Regions from separate parts of the Hordeum vulgare genome. Here region 2 is linked to region 1. Evidence: chromatin contacts called from public Hi-C data. All regions are on one chromosome and are shown on one strand. Each heading gives the region's core, a stretch centred on a gene start, on an enhancer-like site or on the middle of the called end of the contact. The rest is flanking DNA. Distances are from core to core; before and after follow the strand shown.

Region 1 (2,848 bases), core at 135-2,634:
GGCCTCTGTTATGGTATCCTCTCTCCCGGTTCTGACGCTCCTCTACTTCCTTTTCCTTTGCAAGCTTGTCCGCTTCTTTCGCAGCCTGAAAAAGCAACTACCATCAGAACTTGGTCTCATAATTTCTCAAAACAAAAAAAAAATGGTCTCATAAAGCAGAGAAGAACATTGTTGTCTTGTGGCGCAACAACTAGTTACTACTGACCTTGTATTCGGTGAGGAATTCCCTGACCAGGCCGTAACCAATGTGCTGTTTGCCGGTAACATGGGACTGCGTCCTCTCAAGGACGTCGTTGGTGACGAGAAAGGAGCCGCACTGCTCGCAGAGCTCCATCTTCTTCTCCTGCGGGACCATGGAGAGCTTGGTCTCGATCTGGTGGGTGAGAGCCGACTTCTCTAGGTTGAGAATGTCCACCTGCAAGCCAGGATCAGGAACCATGGTTTAACTAGCGCGAGGGCTAGCAATCAGCCGGCAATCAGAAGGACAAGGACAGGGGGTTTGCACTACCTTCCTCATGAGCGCGGTGGCCTCATCAATCTTGCCGGTGTCGCCGAGCTCTTCGATCTGCTCGAGCATCTTCTTGATCTTGTCTTCGAGAATGGCGAGCTGCTCGACCTTTTCGGCGTGGGCGGCGGGAGGCGGCATCTCCACGACGTCCTGCGCCAGCCTGTCGCGGCCGCGCCTGATCTTCTTATCCAGGTCCTGCACCTGCAGCAGCAGCAGCAAAAGGAGAGATATGTTGGAATCTGGATAGGTAAATAAACCACAACAAACACATACAGTACATAGCATAGTGTAATGAGTAGATAGAAGATGCAAAATCTGTGTTTGCGGGGGGAGGAAAAGAGGAAGTTACCAGCCTCTCGCAGCGGTGGGCTAGCTCGGCCTCGAATTTGGGGAGGGCGGCGGCGTAGCGGGGGGAGGTCTCGAAGCTGCAGGCATGTAAACATTCATTCATTCATGGATTCGAATTGAATCGGAAGAAATCGAGATGGAAAGAATCGGGGAAAGAAAGAAAGAAAGAACCTTTGCTTGAGCGCAGGGTCGTGGATCTTTGGGCACACTCCGAGGTTGCTCTTGGTGTTGATGAAGAGGTCGTGGGGGCAGAATCTGGCCATGTAGGGAGCGCAGACGTCGGGGTCGTCCCACGACACCTCCCGGTGCCCCTTCTTCTCCTCCTCCGTCAGGTCCCGCGACGACCCCATCAGCGCGTCAAGCAGAGCACGCTGCGCGTCCATCTTCGATTCCACCAACCCAATCGGATCTCCCCTTCTACGCTCCGGCCACAAACCCTAACCCTAGAAAGATCAGCAGGCGGCGGCGGCGGCGGTGGCGAGGAAGGAGAAGGAGAAGGAGAGCAAAAAAATAAAATAAAAGAGCGAGTTTTGCGGTGCAGAGGGAGCCTTTCTTTCTTTCTTTCTTCTAATTGGATTGGAATTGGAATTGGATATTTGGGCTGGGCCTCCTGCTAGTTCCAAAGCATTAACACATAAGGTTTGTGGCCTTGTGGTATATCTCTTGATCTTCATCTTCATCTCTCTTGATCTTCATCTCCATCTTCATCTTCATCTTCAATACAACGATCTCTTCAAATACCTATTCGATGTAATCCTCGCAATGTGTTTTTTGGATCCGATGAATTATGAGTTCAATACAACGATCTCTTCAAATACCTATTCGATGTAATCCTCGCTATGTGTTTTTTGGATCCGATGAATTATGAGTTTATGTTCAGATTATTCATTAAAAGTAATTGATCCAATCTAAAATTTATTATGTGTAATTTCATATAATTGTATATGCTTTTCGGTCTGTAAGTTTACTTTGGCCAAGTAAATGAGTAGATCTTTAAAGGGAGTGGTGCCTAGTAATACGTTCAAGCTTGCGGTATCCTCACTATGTGATAGAAGAAGTAGCGACACACGCATTTGTATTGTTGCTATTAAGGATAGAATGACAGAGTCTGAACATTTTATTCGGTCTTACTTTGTCTATATTATGTCATCTTACTTAAAAAATTATCCTGTTTGTTATGAACTTAATACCATAGATGTATTATGGATGGCGGTCGATTGGTGCAATAATAGTAGTAGGCGTCCGTAAGTTTAACAGTCTATTTATCACGAACGTAATGACTACATATTGGCCATGCCATGAATAGCGATATAATTATTTATCTTCCATTGATTGCCCAACAATAATTTGTGCATCCATTGCTACCATGCTCATGAGAGAGATGCCTTCAGAATAATTCTTCACAATCTCCCTTCCCTTAGTATCCTCATAACTCGCTCTTCGTGATCCTGGGTACCTGCACGGATGAAGAACGCGAAAGTGACAAGAGACATATATGGAACAATTTTATGTCGCACATACGAGATGTTAATTCAAAACCCTTCCATTGATCCCTACAACAAATACATCGGGTTGCAAGGCTCTTGCCTAAACCCACACCTTACCGAACTACTTACACATGGAGATAACATCACACGAAGAACACATCATGGAGATAGATTGTCTCGTAGTATGTCTTATAATGGATATCATGTGTGATACACGACTAAAAGTATGACTAGAGAAGGAAGAACTATGGTGGTTATGGAGATGACAACGGCTAGGGTTAAAGACCGGATGAAGATGATTCTGTCTTGTGGCTCCTCTCGCGGCTCTCCTATTAACCTTTCGTCCTCGAGCGCCTTATAAAGTATGTTTAGGTGGATGAGACGCCTCAGAATCCACGTCGTACGACCACTCGTATCGTATGATGCATCGTCTTTCATGTTGTTTCTTCTAGTGGCGCCTGCACCTTATATCTTCTATCTCCTCCTTTACTCCATTTCATGTTAT
Region 2 (2,840 bases), core at 9-2,508, 200 kb after region 1:
GAAGGGGCCGATAAGATGTAGAAACAAAAGCATTGAATAAATAAAATGTGAGGGAGGGAGAATAACCTGAACAAGGTTTTTGGATTGTCACAAGTTAACCATTTGTCCCTCCACCTGGTGACGGTTTCGGCCATGCTGCATAATTAGGGTGTTGTTATTAGGGGAAGACAGAATTGCAGTGGGCAATTAATTGCAATATGAGCAGAATGGAGTAGATTATTTGCGTTTGGACATACTCGGTATGGTAGTTGTTGAGCTGTGCATGGTATGCCTTCTTATGAGCTGTGATTTGCTGGTCCTTGTTAAGCACAGCGTCTGGATGAAGATCACCAGAGCAAAGAGCAGAGGACCTGGAGTGCAACAGAAATTGTGAAGTAGGTGAGCAGAGAATCGTGACACAGCAGACAGCAAATTTGTCTTAAGAGCAGGTGCAGAAGCAGAGGCATTTATTTGGTGGTAATGCAATTATGTTTTTGCATAAGAAAAAAGGCATTGTGCAAGCAAAATTCCTAGTCCACGTTTGTTGAATGAATAAAATAAATAAAATAAGTTTGGTTTAAAAAATGTAGCAGATGCACAAGGATTGCATCATAGCAGTCATGATGTGAAGTTTGAAAGTAAGAAAGCAAAAAAAAAAAAGTGGTATGGGAGTACTTGCCAGGTTTGGAGAGGGTTCCCGAAGTGGTGATTTTCCCCTGAGAGCAAATCCTGGACCGCTTCCTCGGCGTCGGCGTCCGGAAGAAATCGAGCAAGGAACTTCCTGTCGGCCTCCGTTAGGCAGGCGTCCCAGACCTAATAACGAAAAAAGCAGCCACAATCAAGCATCCATATCCATAATTAATTTATAGTCTAAAAGTAGACTTGACAAGGAGGGGGAGGGGGAGGTACCCACCTGGTAGGAGAGCAGGCCTCCGAGGAGAGGGATGTGGGCGAGGGAGAAAATCCGCCTGGGGACGGGGGCGACGTCGGCGAGGGCTCGGGCTCGGGCGCGTGGTCTCCTGGGCGGGGAGTCGAGGAAGGGGGCGAGGTGGCGCCAGGGGAGTCCGATCTGGTCGTCGGCGGGGAGGGCCCGCTTGGAGCGTTCATCCCATCGGAGGTGGATGTGGGAGCTGAGGGTGAGCAGCGGGGAGCGGGGCGGGTGGTCGGGCCTCGGACGCTTGCTCGATCTGTGCTGCTGCTGGTGGTGGTGGTTGGGCGGGTGCGGGTGCGGGTTCGCGGGACGCTTCCTCGGCTGGCCGGCGGACATCCCCTCTTCCTCCTCTTCCTCGGGGGCGGGGGCGGGGGCGGGGGCGGCGGTCGATAGTCGGCGGCGGCGGCCGGGAGTCAGGGGGAAGGTAGGGGACGGATGGAGAAGCAAGCAGGGTTGGACTCACTCAAGCCCAAACCCAAAGCCAAAGCCAGAGGATGGATGGGATGGGATGGATGGATCAAGGATTAGGCTGCGCCGTCCGATCCAACATCATAACCACGCCGCCGTCCGATGGATTCTAACCCTCTCCTCTCTTTTCTTTTCCTTTCCTTTTCTTAACCTAGAAGATACGACTACTGCTAGTGTCCTGTGTGTATCCCTCTAGGATTTTGTGGTACCTCACATTATTTCAGCAAAAAATTTAAAAAAAAATTGATATTATTTATTATCATAAATAAAATATACAAACAAACAAACAAACAGGTGTATTTGTCATTATTGAACGAGTTCTTGAGGTGCCCTCCCTCGATCTACTTTTGAAAGCATCTCAATACCGTCTCACGAGCTCACTCTCACATTCTACTCTTGACAGTGTTGTCGATCCCATCATGATGCATACCCTAACCCTGACCATCGGGCTAGTTGCCATTGAAAAATCGTTGGACAACATAGACAATGCAATGGCAAAGTTAGGGATGTCCTCATAAATCTTCATCATACATTTCTGAACGGGGTATACTCCTACTTCTCAAACAACAGCACCACAAATTGACACGTTGACGGAGACTTGCTTGTCCGGAGCGTTACAACACAATAATTGGGCTCCGATGCACCACCAAACTTCTAGGACGCCAGAGCATCCATGAAAAACAAATCTCTAGGGTACCAAGCACACAAGGGTAATAAGCTTCTCAAACTTCACTTCCACGTATCACCGTGGAGAACTCAAATCTAGGCATCAAATGCAATGGCAGGGGCACACAGAGTGCCCAAGTCCTTCTCTCCTAAATCCCTCCACAACAACTGACGTTATGGAATAACACGAAGAACTCCAAGATCTAGATCCAAGGGGTTCTCCTCACATAGAGGAGAAAGTGATTGGTGGAAATGTGGATCTAGATCTCCTCGCTCTTTTCCCTCCAGAACTAGCAAGAATCATTGGAGGTATTGAGAGTTAGCAAGCTCGAAGAAGGTCAATAATGGAGGGAGAACATGAGCTCAAAGGATAGGGCTCAATGGGGAAGAAATGACCCTTTTATAGGAAGGGGAAAATCCAACCATTACCCCCTAATCCCGCACATGAGCGGTACTACCGCTCCACGGAGCGGTACTGCCACTGGGGCAGAGGGCAGCACTCAATGAGGGAGGCAGAGGCTGATACTACCACTGTCAGGAGCGGTACTGCCACTGGGGCAGAGGGCAGCACTCAATGAGGGAGGCAGAGGCTGATACTACCACTGTCAGGAGCGGTACTACCGCTCATAAGAGTAGCACCGCCTCCTACATCCGCTCGAGGAAAAGTTGCGGTCCCAGCCCAAAAGAACCAAGAGTTTTCCGACGCGGTAGTAATAGGCGGTACTACCGCCCAATTGGCGGTACTACCGCTCATTTATACCGCAAAGTCTGACACCAAAAGAGTCGAAACCTATGG

Evidence for each region. A called contact is a pair of places that touch in the nucleus more often than the background predicts.
Region 2: a Hi-C map of leaf shows a contact between it and region 1, with 4 times the contacts expected there. The contact joins the promoter of LOC123395283 here to the promoter of LOC123395276 in region 1. A contact is called at or near these places in 2 of 6 Hi-C or Micro-C datasets (leaf and seedling) and 1 of 1 datasets of contacts at active chromatin or transcription factors (embryo).

The regions. Positions count from the first base shown.
Region 1 is chr5H:587,267,703-587,270,550 of MorexV3_pseudomolecules_assembly, forward strand. It overlaps LOC123395276 (luc7-like protein 3), which reads right to left and starts at 1,385. Exons shown (of 7, transcript XR_006609692.1): 1 at 1,028-1,385; 2 at 858-933; 3 at 509-709; 4 at 206-415; 5 at 1-85.
Region 2 is chr5H:587,469,454-587,472,293 of MorexV3_pseudomolecules_assembly, forward strand. It overlaps LOC123395283, which reads right to left and starts at 1,259. Exons shown (of 8, transcript XM_045090263.1): 1 at 893-1,259; 2 at 659-792; 3 at 237-350; 4 at 67-135. The coding sequence starts at 1,246.